Regions from separate parts of the Zea mays genome. Here all the other regions are linked to region 3. Evidence: chromatin contacts called from public Hi-C data. All regions are on one chromosome and are shown on one strand. Each heading gives the region's core, a stretch centred on a gene start, on an enhancer-like site or on the middle of the called end of the contact. The rest is flanking DNA. Distances are from core to core; before and after follow the strand shown.

Region 1 (4,636 bases), core at 1,455-3,954, 130 kb after region 3:
TTTCTTTTCCTGAACGATGTTGTCAGTCGAAATAAGCTAACACATATAGACGAGAAAGAAAAGCAAGTCTACCGAAAGCGGTGGAAATTATCTTGCAAATGTTATACAGCTAAGGTCAAACGGGTCATCTGAGTACAGCTTGGAATTAACAAAATAGAACATTGTATATGATTCATGCATGTACATGAAAGTTTCATGCAACATACCATCGTGTAAAGATCTCCTGAAATCTTGAACTGCCTCATTATTCATGACAGCATTCCAAACAGCCTTATCGCATGACAAAGACATAACCATTTTCTGCATAATGGACAAGGTTAACACCGGTGGCGGACGCAGGACTAAAATTAAGGAGGTGCTAGTATAACAAAAAAAACTCCCTCTGGACTCTGTACCAATATACAATTCGTTTTAACCTTTTACTTTTATGTGCATATTCAAGTAGATGACAATGAATCTAGGCACATATATAATACATATACATCAAATATTGTATGAATCCGTTAACACTCTAAAACGAATACTATTTTGGAATGGAGGAGGTATCATATATCATATATATAGCACATGAGTAACAATAAAACATTATGTAACATACCACTAAGTTGCTACTTGCTAGTCATGAGTAGTAATGTGAGTAGTAGGTATTCTACGATTACTCATGGTTTGAAAATGTTCGATGATCATACAATCATCAAGGCTTCTAAACATCTATCGATTCGTATAGTCATCAAGGATCTAAATATTTTGTTACGTGGTATGTAGGACCAGCAGCACGTAGGGGCGGCGCTTGCCCCGGCTGCCCCCCCCCCCTGCTGGGTCTGCCACTGGTTAACACAATGATGATGAGATAAGTTGTTGAGAAACTTGTAGGTGACAGCTCAGACCAGAAATTATGAATGGTAGATAAAAATATGACATGCACTATCCATTATTTAAGTGTTGCAAAATACCTCTGCTCGCCTGAACAGCAGTTTAGCCTGTTTAATCACTACATGGTGACTGGTTCTGTCCATTTAACCAGTCATTTTGCTTGTTTAACAGCTGTTTAACCCGAATAAAAGGCTACGCAATAAGTGACCAACTGTTTAGGATCTAGTGTTTAGGTGAAAACTGAAAATACATAAAAGGAATAAGTTCTGTTTAAACCTGAACGGTGGGATCCTTTTGCAACAGACGGAAAGCATCCACAACATTCCTATGTTCCCTTGACAGAAGAGCAGTTGAGTTAAGAACATAGGCAGCAGGTTCAATCCAGTCATCTGATCCTGATGAATTTCCAGATGAATGTCCTGATGCAGACAGTAGTGTTGTCTGTCTGTCAGTTGTATCTGAATCCAGTCCAAGAGGATTCTCAAATACTCTGAATGAAACGGCAACTAGATTAGATGGAGCAAAGAACATCAATGCATAAGTAACTCCCTTATGATTTAATCAGCAAAGGTCTACTATATATTCATCTTAAAGGGCAAAAAAGGTTTGTTTTCACGCAACAAATGAGGACATAGATGTATTTTGTGTGAGTGTGCGGGGCGGGAGGGGGTAATTATTCGTATAGCTGCTACTAATTGAAAGTGGATATAATGACGTGAGTTTAATGTTTCTACAACAGTCCCTACAATACGGGCTACCATAAGGTAGCCAGAACAATCCTATGATTCAAGGACACAACATCAGTAGGATCTAATTCTCGGATGTGCTTTTCAGCAGCTGCAAGGGCTGCTATGTCTATTACAAGGTACAGGAAGCGCAGGCAGGATTGTTCCGATGGGACTAGCTGCAATTCTGCAAGTCCATGCGGATGTCTATACATGTATCCCTCGCCCCCACCCCCTGCCCCACCAAGAAGACACCATCCAAAGATGGCAGGCATACAACTATGATAACGACAACGAGTGGTAACCACCTACACGATATTGCTCAATGAACTGAAGCATGCAAGGCTCCCATGTCCCCATGAGAAGCTATCCATGTCACATCAAAATAAAGACAAAAACAGCTCTAATATAATCCAGGTAAACAAAGCATAAACTAGGTCGTGACAATCAAGCGGGTCACCAACACAAGAAATGTCAAGAGAAGAAGTTATATCAAATCTAACAGTACGCAAAGAAAAAAAATGCTATAACGAGGTGAGCAGGCAAATCTTACTGCTGGATGCTGGTGACTGCGCCGGTAACCTCGTCTATGGTCGGCGGGGACCAGAACACCACCCTGTAGTCCTGTTCTTCCTCCATCTCCCCAGTACCAGGCCCCCCAGCGACGACCTCCTCCCAGTCCCCGTCCTCCACGTACGCGGCGGCGGCGACTGCGTAAGGCGGGGATGGGGAACTGGCGCGCAGGGGCCGCCCGGGCGCGATGGCGCGCGGGCGTGGGGACGCGGCGGAGGTAACAGCGCCGGGTCCGGGGCCGAGCGCCGATGAGGAGGAGGAAGAGCGCACGGCGCGGCTGCTGAGACAGAGGAGGTGCCTGCCCGGCGGGTTCCTCATCGCCGGTCGGAAGGAAACAGAGGCTGCCTTCGTTCTTGGACTGCGAGCGAGTGCGCCGGCACCGCGCACTATCCAACGCTCCAACAGCCTCCGCGCAAAAGGATGGATAAAAAAAGGTTTGAGCAGGAAGGAGTCTTGGGGCCTTTGGAGCTTTGAGCACTAGCGAAAAATCTTGCGACGAAATATTCGGAAGGGTTGAGTATTGGTATTGCTAGGGGTCACCGATACACCATAACACCCAATTCTAGTTGTGGGTGTCATGTTTATTGGTTGATTTAGTTTTTTGTTCTCGCAAGCTTGTGAGGCTAATCAACTTCATGTCCATGATCAAGAACCTGACATAAAAAATTACTCTACTTAGCGAAATTAAAGAATAAAAATATCTTGAATTTGACCTATGTTATATACAATTAAATATTATACTCACTCTGATCTTTTTTTATTTGTCGCGTTTTAATTCAAAATAAAATTAACGGGTGTCTAAATATTCGAGAACAGATATGTTAGTTTTTTTGTGGAATATATTTTTATATTATACTAGATCTGTTTGGTGTCTTGAATATCACTGTTTGTTATGAACTTGATTGAACTGTGTATCGTTTTACTAAGGACAGTTAGGGTTCCCTTTGGAATGTGAGATTTGTTTTTTTTCTTTCTTTTCTGGTGAAAATAAACCTGAAAATTCTATGTTCTAAAGGAGCTTAGATCCATTAATTATTTTCACTCCACATACATGCATGCACAACCTTAATGCTCTAGTATATTTGTATGGTGTAATTTGTGTAAACAAAATAGTTCATAGGGACACGAGTTCCTCCCAGGGATTACAATTTCGTTTTCACCGTTCTGGATTTCGTTTATTTGACCAAAATTTGACTTTTAGATTTTAAAACGAAAAACATAACTTCCCGGACCGAAATCTGTGTTTCGGTAATCACCGAGAACGAAAAAAAATACCAGATTTCAGTAAACTCGGACCGAAATTGCGTTGCCTGGTCCCTCCTCGTCGTTGAAAGTGAAAGTCTACATTATGGTAAGCACGTTTATGGCTAGTTTGGAAACCAAATTTTTCCAAGGGTTTTTCGTTTTCCCAAGAAAAATTAGTTCATTTTCCTTTGGGAAATTGAAAAATGTGGTTGCCAAATTAGCCCTTATTTTTTTTCCGCCCTTGTGATTTTACCCAGAAACGATAAAAATCTGTTTCTGTAACAGAATGGTTCGTATCCACAAGCAACAGTTGTAGCTAATGCTTCCAGGTTAAAGTACTAGTAGCATGCAGGAAAAGGGGGGGGGGGGGGGGGGGGGGATGCAGGATAATTCGAAACCATGGAGCTTCAGCTGGTGTGCACCAACGGTTTTCCATCGCCGCCACCCGCAGCCGTTGCTTTCTCCGCTTCTGGTTACGGAATTGATCCACGTCGCCATTTGGGTCCCGGCCGTAAGATCCTTCGCCACAAAGGGCCAAACACGGCTCCCACCCAAGGAGCAAACCACATTCCAGGTGCGTACGGGAGGGGGGGATTTCGCTGCTCGGTGGTGCACGCAGCGCCCACCCCCGTACCGTACGTTGCTTTCAGAGGTTGCCGCCTGGTGATTCGCATTTCTCAACGCTGTCAAACTCAAACCTTGCAATTATCCTCTAAGATAAGCTAATCTGTTGCCGCGTGCGTCATGCCATGCATGCCAGGTAAACCGTACACGGAAAACACTAGGCTTCTCGCCGATTCTTCAGCCGTGAGCGCTACAGCCCTAGCTAGCCTGCGACGGATTCCATCAGAGTCGTCGCGCATGCATGCTCGCCGACGCCGGTCGCGAACTAAGCCACGACCACGAGCGTGTAGTCTTCACGCCATGACGCGCCACACGTCGGAATCGTAACGCGACATACATGCCTGGGATCGGAGCAGAACGCGTGCTGCCCTGCGCTGCGGTGCTTCGAAACCGCAAGCGTTTTGATCTACGCCAGGCAGAACGAACGAAGCGTGAGCCGGGGTTCAGGAATCATCGGGAGACAGCGACAGGCCGAGGCCGGGAAGCTCGCAGCAGCCATTCAGCCAACCATCGTCCGACCCCCGACGAACTGGCAGCCCAAACACCGGACGGCAAAGCAAAGCAAATGGGCGACGAGGCCGGCCGGCCGGCGGACC
Region 2 (4,473 bases), core at 646-3,145, 220 kb after region 3:
ATAAGGAGTGATATTTACTTAATGAGTAATCAAACAACATAAGTTCTTTGTTGTCTGTGAGTGTATTACTTAGCTTATAATTCTAGTCTAAGGGGGTGTTTGTTTTCTAGGGACTAATTTTAGTCCCCCCTTTTATTCCATTTTAGTCTCTAAATTGTCAAATACTATACGGAAACGAAAATCGAGTTTTAATTTCCGTGTTTAGCAATTTAAAGACTAAAATGGAGTGACTAAAAATTAGTCCCTAGAAATCAAGCACCCCCTACGTACCATTTGAGTGAAGTTTATTTATTTGGAAATCATGAAGAAGTTTCGGTGATAATGTCATAGCTAAAGCAGATCCACGTCTATAATGCCATATAAATATTAAATAAGCATAAACCCTCCGTCCAGGAATGATAAGCATATTTTGACTATCTATACAACACTCCAGCTCATTGACTCTTCTACGTCAAGTCAAAGAATCCATATTGATAAAAAGATAACACTATCCACATAGGAAAACGTTCTTTGCCATATTTTATTTTTCTCAAGCTAATGATAGAATCTGACTTACAACTTCAAACATTTGGAGTTCCTGCAGTTGCAGCACTTCTTCTTCGTGGGAGTACTATGTTTCCCTTCGTACAGTCTTGCCCGTAGTTTTGGTGACTCTGGTTTCCTACACAAGGTCCCAAAGCACAATTAGAACACGAGCAAGATGCAAATTTTAAAGAGAGAACTTGAAATATTTGGATCTTCGGCAGGGAGAATACACTGAAAATTTCATAGAATTGTTAGTTTAAGATCAATAAGCTCATCTAACACAAATATGTGCCTTCTTTTCCGAGGAATGACAAGGCCACACTAAAATTTGGGAACTGCCTCGTGGTGAGGCTCAGGAAATCGAACGATCCCATGTTCAGCATATGGATCAAGACGACAACGGGCTCGGTCATCGAGCAAAACGAACCCCGTACCAAACAGAGAGGCGGAAGTTTCAAAACTTCTAAATCTCAGAACGGGGACACTCACAAGGGAACGGCGACCGGGGGGGCGCTGGACTGGCTGCGGCGGCACCGGACGAAGCTGCAGTACAGAGACCGCCAGCGGCACCGCGTGCCGCGGCAGCGACACATGCCCCACCACCTGATCTTTCAGGCAGGCTACGCGGTCTCGTCGATGCTGATGAAATCTTCCATGAGCCCCGACCCCAAGCACTTGCGCCCAGCCCACATGCTTCATGCCCAAGCTCTTCGGGCAGAGGAGCCCAAAGAGCAGCAGCACCGACAAGAAACCCAAGGGCGGCAAGCCCAGGCAGCGGCCTCGTGTATCCTAAAATCGCCCCCCAATGATCCCCAAGAACGACAGGATTCGATTTCCGAAATGCAAAATCACAAGCAAACAGGAATCAATCAAGAACGTAGGGCGTGGAGGAAGGGGGAAGGGGGCTTGTAGAGCTCGGACCTCTGGTTCTCAAGGCGGAGGGAGGGCGTGGATGAAGAAGGAGCTTGCCACCTGCGGAGCTCGAACCTTTGGTTCTTGGGGGCCGATTGGCGGCCGCGGCGGCAGTTGCAAGGGGACGATTAGCGGGCGGGGGTGGAGCGCATCCCGGGCGGCGGCAATTGCGTTGAGGGACGGTGGAGACATCAAGCAGGAGGCTTAGGAAATAACGCTCAGTGGTTTTCCTCTCCCTCGGTGACGCACGCTCGACCTCGGCGCCGCACGCTCGACCTCGACGCCACACGCTCTTCTATGCGCTGAATCAGGCGAGGTTGAGGTCGTGCGTGCGTAAGTGGCGGAGCTGGCAGAGCGGTTGAGGTCGTGGTCATGGGGGAGGAGGTCGAGGTCGTGGGCAGAGTGCGGCGCGCCGTCGTGGAGTGGAGGGCACCGCCCACATCGAAGAAGATGACAGGCGCGGTAGGCTGGGCTGCACAATGGGCCGCACCAACTGTTGGGCCGCACGAACCATTGGGCTGCATAAACCGCTCGGACACAGGCGCTGCTATGGGGTTTTTGATTAGTGCCATACCGGCCACTGAAAACGTCGAAACGTGGCTTATAAGCATTAGTGTGTGTTGTTTGTTGTTCATACTAACGCCTCTAGTGCCACATCAAAATGATTTTTTGGCACGGGGCTGTACGACCGTCGGTGGCAGAACAGGTCGGTGGCAGAACAAGTGAGAGGCAGAACACGTCAGAGGCAGACTACTATTGCAGTCTTAATAAGTAGTAGAGATTATGGTCTCTACTAAAATACTTCATCCGTTTCAACTTATAATTTATTTGATTTTTTAATAATAATTATAATTTTTGAATAAGACGGACCGATTAAACATGACATAAAAAATTAAACGAATTCTAATCTAGGACGGGGGAGAATTTCTTTCCTAGTCAATTTGAATTCTCTTCTCTCCTTTATACATGTCTATATACTAAGGACTGAGCTCACCTGTTCAGTGGCTCATGGCCTAGCTCGTCAAAAGCGGAGTTCAAATCTGGCATAGCCTTGCGGGCATTGGGCCCATGCAGGCCCAACATAGTGTCTCCAGGGGGATTTGAACCCGTAACCTCTCAAGCAAAGGCCAAAAGTAGCTACCGCTACATCACATGTATGTTTATGTTTGTATCTATGATAGGAAACATATCTACTACATCTTTCACCAAGCTCACTTGCTACTCTTGCACAATGCGTAGTAGTAGATAAGTATCACCGAGATTCTTGAATTATATTTTTAGATGTAGGTAATATTATTTAAAGGAGAGCTTTGCATGCAATTTATTTTGTTTGAATAATGTTTTATACTTAAATTCCCTTTTTTGCACGCGTGACATTTATTCTTCGTAATATTTTTTTTCCATGAATCATATTTGTGAATTATTTTCATAAACCAACGCCATGAATCCATGTTTCTTACTTGAAACCCTGAACAAACACCATTAGTAGGAGGCACTCGCGTTGGCGTCGCTTATCGATGATGAGAAGAAGCTTGGCGACTCCCAGTTCGACCTCTAGAAGCAGTCCTACGTGGTCGCATGCGCCGCTGTGTACGACAAGCTCCGGCGAAGCTGCCGCTTGGACGCGGTCCAGAGCAGCTACACCACGTTGTCCATTGTTAAGCAGGGGGTCTCACGGTTGTCGCCAACGTCGACAACTCTCGGGTTGTTCTGGACACCGTATCCGACGACGACGCCATCACGCCATCCAGGTCATCGTCCACCTGAAGCCCAACCTGCCATGTAAGTCGCTACTGACCGGACATGAATTCTTGTGCGCTGGGACGATGGTCGTTGCTGATATTGTGTGAGTGTCCTCGAACATGATGTATGTAATGGAGTAGCGCATCCGGTGGTGCAACAGCCAGGGTACTACCTCGCTGATGAGTCCAGGGTGCACTTCGTTTGGCAGCCCAACCAAGAGTCATAAGTACTCGTCATGTCGCACGCGTTCGACGACTACTTATCGAGGACTGTGGCGTCATCTTGGCGCCAGAGGTGACGCAGAGAAGGATCGACAACAGTGACCAGTTTGTCATCCTCGCCACCTTTAGGGTAGCTTTTGTGACGGCCTGCCTTTAATTCTCTTCGCAAACACACACTTGTCTTTTTGTTTAAGCAAGAGTGTATGGTGGTGCGTGTCTGATGACTAACGATGTACGAGGGAATTTCTTCCGGCATGTGTGGAATGTGCTCTCCAATGATGAGACCATACGAATCGTGGCATATATCGAAGTCTGCATGATACTGATGATTGCAATGTAGTGGTGAAACAACTAGATTAAAATAACAAAATTTATGTATGGCCAGGATCACAAATTGATTATGAAACCTTTTCTCATAACAATATAACACACATTTTGTATATAAGTTATCATAGTATACTGGTATTATATATTCCTGTTGCAACGCACGGGCCCTCAGCTAGTATATTTGATAAATTTCATATGCATAAGATATGTCCATCCAGACCACGTATAGTTGAAAAATCTCTTGGCGTGGAGGAAGGCCCATTAATTCTGACTAAGGGAAGGTAGAAAAGGGATTTTGGGTTCAGAATACCTGTATCTTTGTACCATTGATGCGCTAATATACTGTGTAAGTAATATATGACCAGACATTGCAATTTACAATGATTCTACTTACGAGATATAGCGGTGCTCTTACCAAATGTCATTTGAAAAGAGTGAAAGCATTTCTTCGGGTATCTCAAAGGCACAACATGTCTTGGGTCTTTTCTATGTGAGAAACCGAGATCTGACTTTGATTGTATATATACCAGTGTTGTGGTTATCTAGCAAATCCCTACAATGCTAGATCATAAATCAACTTTGTATACTTACAAGGTAGGATGACTATTTCTTGGAAATCAACCAATCGAACTTTCCTGACTACTACTACTACCGATCATTCTGAAATAATAATAATATTACATGTAGTCTCCAAATATGTGCATGGCTTCGTAGAATGGTAAACTATATATACTACAATGATGTG
Region 3 (4,766 bases), core at 1,409-3,908:
AGTAACACAAGAAGCAATATCCCCCCTCTTATAACTTATGATTAAGTTTTTTTGGTGCCCAAACCATAAGTAATTTCACAATTGCATTGTATGGTGACCCCGCCTCAAATGAAACTCCAAGTCTGTCTGGTTTAGTACTTTAGTTGTAGTTACTTCACTGTGACCAAATATGTCCTATTGCCTGTGCTATGAATTCATCTGTATGGATCTCACCGTTCCCTTTTTGTTGTACCATCAGGAAAGGATCCAAGAGTGGGGCATCAGGAACATGCCATGGTTGTCGTGGTGCTGGAATGAGAACAATCACAAGACAGATAGGCCTTGGCATGATCCAACAGATGAACACTGTTTGCCCTGAATGCAAAGGATCAGGTATGCTGCTGGTTTATCTTTCATTTGAGAATATTGTTCCACTGAGTTCATTCTTGAGGCTGTTCAATGTTTAGGTGAGATCATAAGTGACAAGGACAAATGCCCAAGCTGTAAAGGAAACAAGGTAGTCCAGGAGAAGAAGGTGTTAGAGGTTCATGTGGAGAAAGGAATGCAACATAACCAAAAGATTGTATTCCAGGGTCAAGCTGATGAAGCTGTGAGTCTCTGTTACAGTTTACACATGCATGCACATATCTGCATCCTATCAGTATCTATCTAATGTTTGGATTTTCGCTCTTTTCAGCCTGATACGGTTACAGGAGACATTGTTTTTGTCTTGCAACTTAAAGACCATCCAAAATTTAAGAGGATGTACGATGACTTATATGTTGAGCACACAATCTCTCTCACCGAAGCATTGTGTGGCTTCCAGTTTGTTCTTACTCATCTTGATGGGCGACAGCTTCTGATCAAATCTGACCCCGGGGAGGTTATTAAACCAGGTAGGATATATTTTTTTCTCTTTTTTTGCTTGCTATATCCCTTTGAGCTCAACTATCCTATCCAATAAAATCTCAGTTCTGCATGCACTGATATTATGTTTTGTTGGAATAGGTCAACACAAGGCCATTAACGATGAAGGTATGCCTCAGCATGGCCGTCCTTTCATGAAGGGCCGTCTGTTTGTTGAATTCAACGTGGTGTTTCCCGAGCCTGGTGCGCTCTCCCCTGCCCAGTGCCGATCGTTGGAGAAGATCCTTCCGCCGAAACCAGGGAGCCAACTGTCGGACATGGAGCTGGACCAGTGCGAGGAGACCACCCTTCACGATGTCAACATTGAAGAGGAGATGAGGCGCAGGCAGCAGCAGAAGAAGCAGGAAGCCTACGATGAAGACGAGGAGGAGGATGCTCAACCAAGGGTGCAATGTGCCCAGCAGTAAAATCCGTGTTCGTTGGAACTGTTCTCCAAAAGTTTCAGCAGGATTTTTTATCCATCTGATCATCTCGATTCTTTTTGGCAAAAATATAATCGTTTTATAAACTTTAAACTGTTAGTTCCATCCTAGTGTCAGGGAAAAAATGAGAGCCCGGAATGGCATGTTCCTTGTTTGAACTGCAATGCGTGATTGGTGTTAGTTAAGCTCTGCTCCATGTTATTTTGTTGTACCCGTGAAAAAGGTATCATGTTCATGGTGTGCTACTATTTTTGATGTGTAAGAAACATTGAGCTTGCTGGTAGTGATGATTTGTGATGCACCCTGGGGTGCTGGCTCAAAAGGTCGTTTCTGCCTGCCGCTGTCTTTTGGAAGAGAACCGCAGGGGAGGGGGGAGGTGTTTTATTAATCTGGGAATCGTCTGGAACCGGACGGGGCGTCTGTGTGCACTTCGTTTGATGATGATGATGATGGTTTGGCTGTTTTGGAGTCCGTGTTCTTCTGTTTGATGATAGTTTGGCTATTTTGACATGTGCCCCCCGCCATTTTGGTTGCCCTATCGTCATATCGTGCTACTGTTATCGACCCCGCCTGATCTGCCAGGTGGCTGCTAGAACAGCTGCGTTCTTTTTCGGCTGCTTTTTTTTCGGGTGGTGGAAAGGGGGAATCTTGCTGCTCGAGATGTGACGTTTGCGGATCACGACGGGGCGGTGGTGGACTGTTGATTCGTCTCGACGATTGGTGCAAGACTTGATGCAGCTTGCTCGAAAAACGCAATCCAGGCGGGTTCCTCACGTGGGACTGACCTGACCTTACGCGATAGTTTTTCTATTGCTACGCGTTTCACTTTGTGAATTTTCTCGGGCAGCACGTGCACGCTGTTCCCCCTTGCCGTTTGCGTGTCCCTTTTTTAGCCGCAGCTGCACCGCCACCTCTCCAGACTCCAGTCGATACGAGTCTCGGCCTAGCTTGCACGCACGCACGCACGTAACGTCTAGTGGTTGAGACGCGACTTTTCTATGTGCGATCGCCTGTCTAAAACCCCTTCGTGCCGCACTAAACAAACAGAATAAAATCGTCTGGACAGATGTTTATACAATTGGTCAATTTCAGCAGCATCACACTGCCACAAATCGTCTGCCCAGTGGCCCATAGCGCATTTCATTATACACTGACGGTCCTGACGGTTGCATACCACTTGCAAGTAATGTAACACAGAGCTTCAGAAATGGAATTTGTCAGTTTTTTTTTTCTATTCAGTTAAGGACCTGCTAACTAACCCTGCAGCCTATACGATGACAGACTCACCAACTTTGTCGCTACCCGGTGCTGGTGTGGTGCCTGGTGGGTGTACACCGTAGCTGTATTACTGTAGTGGTGGAGGTGGCGTTTAGCAGCACACAAGCTTGAGTTGAGCGCTCGAGCTATTTATGCCCGGTAACCGGAAGCGCTCTCCTCCGCACAGCACCGCTTCCACGGCCCCCGGGTGCAGTGTGCCCCCCTGCCTTGTCTCGTAGCTCTCTAAGAAAGAGCCATGGAAGCTGACGCACTACTCCATGCGCCCATGACTTCCTCTTCCTCCTCTTCTTCCTCCTCCTCCGACTCCGTCGGCGGCTCGTGCGTCGTCAATGGCGCGCAGGAGCTACCGTCCAATACCGGCAAGCCGCACAAGAACGTGAAACGGAAGAGAACCGCGTCCCCGTCCGCTGCTCCAGGTGGCGGCGTGGCGCCGGCGCCGCCCGAGGCCGCCATAGCGGACGACGACTGCGGCGGCCGGCGGCGCAAGAGGGGGAGCGCCGGCACCAGGCACCCGACGTTCCGCGGCGTGCGCATGCGCGTCTGGGGCAAGTGGGTGTCCGAGATCAGGGAGCCGCGCAAGAAGTCGCGCATCTGGCTCGGCACGTTCCCGACCGCCGAGATGGCCGCGCGCGCCCACGACGTGGCGGCGCTTGCCATCAAGGGCCGCGGCGCGCACCTCAACTTCCCGCACCTCGCGCACGACCTCCCTCGCCCGGCGTCCACCTCGCCCGCCGACATCCAGGCCGCGGCAGCCAAGGCTGCTGCCGCCGCCGCCGATGCCGACGTAGAGGTAGAGCAATGCGAGTCCTCCCATGCGGTCGAGACGCCATCGTCGTCAGCCGCCAGTTCGGAGGAGGTCGCCGCGGCCAGCAACGCGGAGGAGATGAGCGTGCTGTTCGACTTGCCCGACCTTCTGATGGACCTGAGCGACGGCCTCTGGTCACCCATCTGGGCGGCAGCTCCGGCGGCGGTCGAAGAATACGACGGCGGCGACAGCCTGAGCGAGCCGCTTCTGTGGGCCCACGAACACTGCTGGCTGGACGCCGCCGCGCCGGTGCAGCCGGACTAGCCGTTCCGTTCGGACGCACCGGCCGTCAACTGCCGGTGGTTGCCTGAAACGGACGACCGATGCCACGTGCTTTTTGCTTCGTGTGTGCGTTGTGCAGGCTAGAGAGATAGAAACGCATGGTTTCCTGTGCCCTGTGTGGTCTCCGGATGGCAAGTCGTTGTAGGATGCGGTGAAACAGTGGCTTGCCTACTTGCCTGTATGAACACACACTTATATATATTGGTTTCTAATGACTTTGGCCAAATTACAGTTGTATATGGTTGAGTACTTGGCTTCTATTGTCAGTACGTACTGAATGTATGTATATTGTAATGCGGAAAATGAATTATATGCATTGATCTTGTTGAGTTAATTAACTACATCTTCAGCGTTTCATGTTAAGTCTAATACCTAGTGTTTTTAACAACATCTTCAGCGTTTCATGCAATGATATTGTTGAGAAAATTTCTCTCTTTCTAACCTAGTGTTTTTAATCACCGGTTAGTAAGTCATTTAACGAGCTACATGCCTACATCTATAAACAGCAAATAGCCGGCTATAGCATGCTAACAACTAAATTATACACCAAAAAACATAGCTATATCGTCCTTAAACAGCTATGGCCGGAGATTTAAGAACTTGTTAATTATAAGGAAAAACTCTCAACCACTTAAAATCAGAACCCAATTTCTAAGTTATGCTTCACACAACCATCTTCCACGTATAGGCACTTATGCTGTCTCCAACAGCTCCCCTATATCATCATCTTTTACATGATTCATCCAAGGCAATCTTATTATTTCCCCACATATCCTTACATGAAGTGCCCAACCCAATACCTATAGGGGCAAAATTATCTCTAGAGTTTTGTTGATGCATCGACTGGACCCAATGTCTTTGTGACTTCATTTTGTCTTGATGCAAGCTTTGCAATGACCCAACATATCACGTCACTTGCTTCCTAGGTCTTAATCCCAAACTAGTTAAACCCACAACCTATCGCTAGTTATTTTGGGACTTAAACCATCAAACACTCCATGCTTAGTTTTGAGAACCAAAGCAGCAAACCCTCTTGCACACCCCCACAAAAAGCATGTCTCACATATACAATG

The links. A called contact is a pair of places that touch in the nucleus more often than the background predicts.
Region 1: a Hi-C map of ear shows a contact between it and region 3, with 5 times the contacts expected there. The contact joins the promoter of LOC100276928 here to the promoter of LOC103627501 in region 3. A contact is called at or near these places in 7 of 25 Hi-C or Micro-C datasets (bundle sheath, ear, leaf and 2 more).
Region 2: a Hi-C map of leaf shows a contact between it and region 3, with 5 times the contacts expected there. The contact joins the promoter of LOC103627507 here to the promoter of LOC103627501 in region 3. A contact is called at or near these places in 3 of 25 Hi-C or Micro-C datasets (leaf and tassel).

Annotation. Positions count from the first base shown.
Region 1 is chr5:196,235,076-196,239,711 of Zm-B73-REFERENCE-NAM-5.0, forward strand. LOC100276928 (Uncharacterized conserved protein (UCP012943)) reads right to left here and starts at 2,705. Exons shown (of 5, transcript NM_001150621.2): 1 at 2,152-2,705; 2 at 1,150-1,363; 3 at 207-300; 4 at 1-9. The coding sequence starts at 2,489.
Region 2 is chr5:196,328,974-196,333,446 of Zm-B73-REFERENCE-NAM-5.0, forward strand. It overlaps LOC103627507, which reads right to left and starts at 1,896. Exons shown (of 7, transcript XR_002262503.3): 1 at 1,447-1,896; 2 at 557-661.
Region 3 is chr5:196,106,114-196,110,879 of Zm-B73-REFERENCE-NAM-5.0, forward strand. LOC103627501 (ethylene-responsive transcription factor ERF038) reads left to right here and starts at 2,659. Exons shown (of 1, transcript XM_008647788.4): 1 at 2,659-4,031. The coding sequence starts at 2,842. The coding sequence ends at 3,675. LOC100216704 (putative dnaJ chaperone family protein) reads left to right here. Exons shown (of 8, transcript NM_001143109.1): 5 at 239-372; 6 at 447-589; 7 at 677-875; 8 at 988-1,646. The coding sequence ends at 1,313.